2 separate regions of the Cyprinus carpio genome follow, and region 1 is linked to region 2. A link is a contact called in public Hi-C data. All regions are on one chromosome and are shown on one strand. The core of a region is the stretch at or near the end of the contact, and the rest is flanking DNA. Distances in the headings are between cores, read along the strand shown.

Region 1 (4,342 bases), core at 1,682-4,181, 170 kb after region 2:
CGGTTTAATGCAATTGCATATATTTTTATGATACGAAATTGATGTAAACACAGTCAGTTGTGTTTTCAGAACAGGACAAGACATCTGATATGTGGAAATAGATCTGTGCATTAGTGTGAATGCAGTCTATTAAAGCTGCCAGTGTCTATGATCTCCTCAGTAATAATTAAATGGCAATAATGCTGAAGAAAAAAGAAAAACCCATAACTATGCTTATCTGTAAACTTTCAATACTTAAAGCACTCCCAAATACTGAAAGTCCTTTTTGTTTATAAGTTATAATTGCCCCCCCCCCATTACTTTATATTTGCTTGTATTTTTTGAAGCTATATTTACTTTTAATTCTTAACAATAATTAATTAATTATATATTAATTAATTAACATAATTATTTTAAAAAGTAGCCTGCTTATATAATTTAATAACAATGCACAAAATAAATTTGATATAATCGTGATGCATTAATCGTGATGTGATATCGAATTTAATTGAATCGTCGACATGATAATCGTAATCGGATTGAATCGTGAAACCAGTGCCGATTCACACTCCTAATTGTAAGTAGGCTACCAGTTTAAAAAATCCAAGTAGGCTAATCAAATCTGCCTATACATGAGGAGTCACCCATATAAAAGATGCTTGCCCTGTAAAAGTACATGGTAATATCACATTAACCTCTTAAGACCCTGCGGCAGGCCCGGCGCCACAAGCGGGCAAAAGGGGGCAATGCCCCCTCAGATCTGACTTGTGCCCCCTCTGTTTCAATTTTGTATTCATGGTTAAAAATAAAATGTTCAACCTTTTGAGTTAAATAATAATTTAACCTTATCCCCATGGGATTTAGATTGTTCAGTGTTGTGACTCGTGACATTACTGCCAGATTCAAACGTCTTTCGCGTTGGTTGGCGCTGAGCCAGATACGGACGAGCTCAACGCTGTCATATATCACAACTATGCAGTGTTTTCAACCTCATAATGTTTATTTTAGATTTCATACATTTAAATAGGCTACACATAAGCACTGGTAAAACAATAGCCTACATTTGGAGTCTGTGAAAGCAGCAAAAACAATCTATTCAAATATAATTTGCCAACGTGTGTTTTTCATATCAGATAAACACAGTGGAAGTAGGCTAACTATAAAGTTTAGTCTATTGTTATAAAGATTTTTAAATGACCAAACACACTCACTTACACATATTTTGTGAGATATTTCGGAATATAGGATAGTTGATGACAGTGGTAAGTAAGTTTGTGCCTTGAAAAATCTTACTTCGATATAAAACTTAAGTGTGAAAGGGTTAATTATTCATAATAAATGACGAACTGTGTGAAGGATAGCATTACAGTTGTTAGGGGTTTTATTATTGTGGCTCGAGCAAATATCTGTTACTTGTGATATTATCAGCAATTCAGTTTCAGCTAAAATGTGAAACTATCATATTCAAACAATGGCATAAGAAAGTATATGCAGCATATTTCAACCATAAAAAGCACTGCAACACTTGAGAGCACCAACATGAAGATGCCAGCAATTAAAGCAGCTGCAGTGATCGCACCAACCTCAGAGACAGCAGCACCCAGCAGAGTGCCCACCTGCGGCCAGCCCAAGCGGCAGTCCCGTCTCAACCCCAACCTCCTCCGCTGCTGCTGCCTAATGACCTCGGAACAGAAAGCCCAGTCCAGGTCTGCCTGCAGTCTCTGGTTACCTGCAGTTGCATATGGAGTGTTTTAGGGAGCGCTGTATTTAAAAATCTGTCATTGCAAAGCGAGATCTCAGTGTGTATTAATCATTCATGGTGTAATAAAGTTAAGCCCCCTTAACAATTTCACATGCCCCCTCAGTCATTTCATCCTGCAGCCGGGCCTGCCCTGTGGCCTCATATGAGGACATTATTTTTTTGTGAATTTCTTTGAGACTGTACATGCCACAGTTTTAAGTCTGGATGTCCTGTACAGAGCACATTCAGGGCTTTTCAAACATACCAAATGATTGGATGTTTCACCATGACCACTCCCTCTCCCTGCTCATCAAATATGTCTGAAATTAATTTAGTGACACGCTTATGGAGATATGATAATATTTTGTAATTATCATTTAAATCTGTCTAATTTTTATATTGTGTGTCATAGATCAACATCTCAGGAAAATGTTATGGGGTTTCAAATCAAAATATGACTTTCTGTTACGAAACAGGACGTTGATTTCATACATGTCCTCATATGAGGACACCGGGACTAAAATCATGTTTATTATGCATTTTGGGAGACACAGCAAATGAATAGGGAAATAAATTATGTTTCAATATTATATCAAATATTATATATTATTATGAAAATCTTGTCAATTATTACTCCCATTATTACACTTCTTTTTTCATTACATGTTGCCCCCAAAACACATTAATACGTAAATTAGATTTAGTTTATAGATAAATTATATATAATGAGAAAACCTGTTTATGGTCATTTTACACACATTTTGCAGAATGAAAAATGGTATATTGAATCATTCTGTTATAGTTGAGAATCATCTTAATACAAAGTTAAAAACAAACAAACAAACAAACAAAAAAATCTTGAAAACTAAAAATGTATTGGTGATTTAAAAAATCTGTTGTTTTTTTGCCTATCCATGTTCATTCATGTGTTTTTATTTATTTTTTTATTTTTTTAAGAAATTGAGTCCCGATTTCCTCTACTGAGGACATAGCATGACTTATGAATGAAATATCTTAATTTTTTACATTGTTTAGAGCATTAAAAATAATGTAAATACATGGAAAAAATATTTTTTTTTCCTAAAACTTTTGTCGAGGGTCGAGGTTAAGTCATTTTTTCAGAGCTTGGTCAATTATTGGGCTCGGTCTGCTGCTCCTCACAATAGCCTACATCACATCAGAAGTGGATGACTTTTATTTTGAAATATCCTTAAGTCGTGAACTTTATTTCTCAATTTCACTCTGTAACGCAATGGATCGCCAAATCACTGCTGTCCGTCCAGAACATCGATTTGACACTAATAACCTGAAAAGATATCTGTCAGGAAAACTTGACAGCTTTTCAGGCAACAGCACTTTAACTCTGCAGCAGTACAGGTAAGAAATTTCACAACACACATACTTTTTCAAGTGCACTTCATGCAAACAAAACGCACGTTTTGTTTGTTTGTTTGTTGTTCTATTTTACTTATTTGTTTTGAATAGAGCTGGGCAATCCAACCCAACGTTTTACATTGAGACTGCAGATAAACGCTATGTGCTCAGAAAGAAGCCTCCAGGAGAGCTGCTGCCCGGAGCTCATAAGGTAACTTAACGTTACTGTGTTCTGTACGTCGCTCATTGTATCCTTATACGGTATATTTTTGTATTGGTATATTGTTGTATTTTTGTATGGTTTATTACTACACCTGCAGTGTAGAGTTTAATGTAAGTGGAATGTTGAGTTTAAAATAGTTTATTTGGGTCAATCCAACGCTGTTGTGATCATGCAAAAAGGACTTTGGCACCAGCGACTGTCAAACTTGACAACACAACACAACACAACACAACACAACACAAATGTATATAAAGTTAATTGACCCCAGTGGTGAACTCAAAGTACAACATGTTCCTGGATCAACATCTAATAAACCAATAAGAATAAAAGGATAACTTTTAAGGAAATGTCAGTTTTGTCTTACGTTCTGGGTTGCTTCTACACCATTTTTAGTCAGCTATCATTTCCCTCTGATTTTAAGAATAAATTATGGGCAGGGTAAGGTTTAGGGGTAGGGATTGTGTTAAGTCTATAATTTTCTAAAGTAATGTTGACGTTGATAAACTTGTCTTACTTGGCAAAATCACGGCGACCGTGAAGCAGTAGAGGGAGACAGAACCAAAGTTTTTTTTTTTTTTTTTTTTTTTTTTTTTTATTATTTTTTTTTAATTTTTATTTTTTTTTTTTTTTTATTTTTTATGCCTATTTCACGTAAGAAAAACTGTATTTTTGTTTCAATCAAGAAGCCAATCTGCTGTCATAATATGTACTGGTTATTTGTTATGTCTGATTTTTCTATATTGATGATGCATCATAATTTCCTGGGATTACCAGACTCTGCATATAGAATTATATGTTCTTTAATAACATAAAACTGTATGTTAATTTCGATATCATTATTTACGGTGTTGCAATAATTTTGTTTCTCAGTTTCTGATAAGAATGAGGCAGGAGAGGTTTCTGTGAGAGTCTCTACCTATATATACCACATATAAAATGAACTTCACTGAAAGATTACGAGCTGTCTTATCTTTACCCAGAAGTTCTAAATAGCGCTCCATGCATATGGTCAACTGGGAGCACTT
Region 2 (4,233 bases), core at 1,267-3,766:
ACCCATTTTTGTGTTGTTTTTGAGGTTTGTGTTTTGATTATCGTACGGTTGGAAGATCCAAACATGGCCCATTATAAGAGCCAATCAATTAGTGATTTTTTTTTTTTATCTGTTAGTATTTGATAGAATCCATGATGCCATGTGTCTAAAGAAGATGTCCAGGACCTCCAGCAGAAATATAGGCCCACAACATCAAAAATACAGCAGTATATTTCATTGTACACATGGGGTACTTTTTACCCCTGTTCACCAAACCCATCTTGAGTGTTTGCTGCTAAAAAGTTCATTTTTTAGTTTCATCTGACCATAGAAGCCAGTCCCATTTGAAGTTCTAGTCGTGTCTGATAACTGAATATGCTGGAGTTTGTTTTTGGATGAGAGAATTTTTATTGAAACCCTCCCAAACAACATGTGGTGATGTAGCTGCTGTTTGACAATTTTTTTTTTTAGGTTTTCAGACTCAACTTTTTTCTGCAATTCTCCAGCTGTGATCCTTAGAGAGTCTTTAGCCACTCAAACTCTCCTTCTCACTGTGCATTAGGACGATATAGAGAAACATACTCTTCCAAGCAGATTTATAAAATTTTCTGTTGATTGGAAATTCTTAATTATTGCCGTGAAGGTGGAAATGGGAATTTTCACTGCTCTAGCTCTTTTCTTAAAGCCACTTCACTAATTTGTGGAGCTCAATTATCTTTTGCTGCACATCAGAAATATGTTCTTTGGTTTTTCTCATTGTGATGGATGATTAAGGGAATTTGGGCTTTGTTTTCCCTCATTTTTGATATTTCTGTGAAACAGGAAGCCTTGGATGGATAATTTCATGTTCATAATCACCCTGGAGTGCTCAAAATTGTGAATATGAATGGGAATATAGTTCTGAGATTTTTTACTTATAAGAATTTCTAGGGGTGCCAATAATTGTGTCCAACAATTTTGAGAAAAACTTTATTCTACACCATTTTTCTACAGTAGCCCTAAATGGACAAATTGCTCTACAGAGCGTGTTTCGTCACTTTGTTGTTATTGTGAATAAAACACTGATACAATGATTTACAAGCACATTAATATCCACGATAACATCAATTTATTGAATAATCAAGTAAATATAATTCTTTAATTTACATTTACAAGAAATATCATTGCTCGCTGCTGCCTTACTGACGACAACTTCACCTGTGTTGGCCATCGTTGCTTCTCTAAAGGGAGGGGTGAGCGGGGGACTGAGCGGTTGGTTGCAATTCGCTACCTCACTGCTAGATGCCGCTAAAATTTACACACTGCACCTTTAAAGAATGCAGAATCGAATCATTATAATTGAATCGAATTGAATTTAATTGTGAATCGAATCGTTCTAAATTAGCAAAAATCGTTCTTGAATTGAATTCAAAACCTATGAATCGAATCGCTGTCTACCCAAAGATCCACAGCCCTAATATATATATATATATATATATATATATATATATATATCGATATATTTATTTTATTATTATTATATAGAGAGAGAGAGAGAGAGAGAGAGAGTTTATTCATGTAAAAATACAAGAGATGGCTTGTAGAACAAAGATAAACCATATACAGGTATGTCTCCATTTTTCATAAGTTAACACGTCTCTATCTGTGTTTTATTCAGCTAGGCCATAGTGTATGCCTTTGTATTAGGGATTTCCTGGAATGTCATATAATTTATGGCTTCTTTGAGTTTTGGATTTTGCACTTATGGGTATAAATAAGTTATAATAAGTTATTCTCCAGTGTAGAGGAGTGCATAAGATTTCCTGACAATTTTATTTTTTTTTTTTTTTGTCAAAGATTTTTAATCAGAATTTATTTTATAATAAATCCTTAGACCTTTCTAAACATTTATAGATATAGGCATCCTACATGTTAACAGGTCATGCTGCAGTTTTATATATATATTTATAATAACCATTATCAGTAATTATTGTTTTGTTTAACAATAATCAGAATTAGTAAAACATTTTTGGCCAAATAGTGCAACCCTAAAAACAGGCACAACCAACTCAGTGTTCTTTATAATTTTTGGTAAATAAAGAAAATTTAGTCTGAAAACCTTTCTTGTAACAATTCAGATGTTGTTGTTACAGTTCATATTTTGGAATTCACTTAATATTGCCTTTCTAAATAGACGCTCGTAACGCAAGTGTTTTTACACATTGATGCTTGTTTTTTTTTTTTTTTTTTTGAAATGAAACAATTATAGAGAGAAAGTGAAGTTGTGGTAGAAATGGAATCCAAAAGGTATCTTTCCGGAGCCGAAAAAGGAAGTTTTGACTGCTATATACATAATATTTATTGCTGGAGTAGGCTATTAATACTTGTTTTATATATGCAGTGATGCCCATGATCACAGATTGTCAAATGAGGTCAAACTGTGCCACATTTAGGTACAATAGAAAAAGAATAGCGAACGCAAGCAAAGCGTAATTAATTTTTTTTTAAGACTCGTGACCACCTACAGAATTTGCCGTATACACTCAAATAAATTCTCCGAAATTGTTAATGCAGGCACTAGAGAGCGCACGCGCTCCACTTCGCTTTGGCCCTCCTCACAATCTCACTGCAGAAAAAGAACACAGCGGGCCGTTGCTGAAACAAAATGGCGAATGTGGAAATGGATTTACGGAGCAAGAGGCTTAATATCGGGTATGAGCACGTGCGTTGTATGACACCATCAACAACTCATTTAAGAGCTTGGATGAGGGTGTTTTAGGGAAATGGAACAGATTCGGTCAGGGTTGTGTTGTTCTCATACTTTGCTATCTATTTTTCTGTTCGGCTAGTATTAGCGTGCTAATGCTAAATGTTATTATACAAGGAGCCAGTTGTCAAGATTCATTTATTAGAGGTGATTTTCGTTGGTTTTGTGAACTCTTTAGTTTTAAAATCTTTGAACTGTAGCATAGCACAACCTTTGTGTTTAAACATTTTATTTGGTTAACATTAGCTTCTTAGTAAAGTATCCATTAACGTTAGTCTTCATGTGACGACCACACATCATGTTAGTTCTATCTATCCAAAATTCCTATGTCAGTTAGATCATAAAACTTATCGAATTAGTCATCATAGTCCCTAAGCACATTAATATACCTACCTAGATAAATTTGTTGGTGAATTGTATGGTCAGTATTTGTGCCCTTGTGAAGAATACCGTGTTGCCTTGGCAAAACATAACAAAACCTTTGCATGTTATTTGGTGCCTAAATTAGCGCAAAACGAACTCTTTAAATTTAAAAAAGAACAAAAAAATTTCTGTGATGAGAAAAAAAAATGCTGAAATGTGACCCTTGTTTCTTTTTACATTGAGTTATACTAGTTGATGTTAATGTGCTTGTGTCATTTATCTTTACAGGCCAGAGGATTTAGAGAGTCCAGAGAAGAGTGGTAATGAGGATGAAACCGGTGACATGTCTGGAGAGGATGAAGAGGACGGTGAGGAAGAAGCGGAGGTGAATGGAGAGAAGCAGGACAGCGGTTCCAAACATCACAGCAGCGGCAGCAAACACAAAAAAAAGAAACACAAGCACCGTAACAAGCACAAAAAACACAAACATGCATCTGAGGAAGATAAGGACCGCAAACGGAAACATAGACACAAACATAAGAAGCACAGGCGCAAAGAGGAGCCATCTTCCTCACCATCTGGGGCCATCAACAGGAGGGCTGAGGATGGCTCTCCATCACAGTGCAGTGCAACCCTGGATGACAAGGCGCTTCTTGAAGACCTGGAGAAACAAAGAGCACTGATTAAAGCTGAGCTGGACAGCCAGCTGATGGAGGGGAAGGTTCAGTCAGGAATGGGCCTGATTCTACAAGGTTACAATTCTGGCTCAGAAAAGGATGAAGAGGAACAGAGGGCACGTAATGGGGAGCAACGGCAAAGAACCAGTGGGGGCAGAACCCGCTCACCTAGGGACCAGATAAGCAGGGGTGTTAGATCCAAACGGGACTCAACAGTCACCAGCAAACCAAGTGTTAAACGGCGCAGCCGCTCACTCTCTCGAGTTGGTAGGGATGCTAAACTTGAACGAATTACCAAAATTGTGAAAGAGACTGTTAAGGAGCGTAGCAAGTCCAAAGAGAAAAAACGCTCCCGGAGCAGAGACAAATCCAGGGAGCATTTGAGGAAATCCCAGTCCCCATCTACAAGAAGACGCTCTGCGGAGAGAAAGTCAGACCAGAAGGAATGTTCTGATCGGCGTTCCTCTC

The links. Hi-C and Micro-C count contacts between places; a contact is called where the count stands out from the background.
Region 1: a Hi-C map of liver shows a contact between it and region 2, with 3 times the contacts expected there. The contact joins the promoter of acad11 here to the promoter of prpf4bb in region 2. A contact is called at or near these places in 2 of 8 Hi-C or Micro-C datasets (both in liver).

The regions. Positions count from the first base shown.
Region 1 is chrB24:8,036,645-8,040,986 of ASM1834038v1, forward strand. It overlaps acad11 (acyl-CoA dehydrogenase family member 11), which reads left to right and starts at 2,932. Exons shown (of 20, transcript XM_042752009.1): 1 at 2,932-3,097; 2 at 3,206-3,305. The coding sequence starts at 2,973.
Region 2 is chrB24:7,867,132-7,871,364 of ASM1834038v1, forward strand. It overlaps prpf4bb (pre-mRNA processing factor 4Bb), which reads left to right and starts at 2,517. Exons shown (of 15, transcript XM_042752332.1): 1 at 2,517-2,670; 2 at 3,377-4,233. The coding sequence starts at 2,624.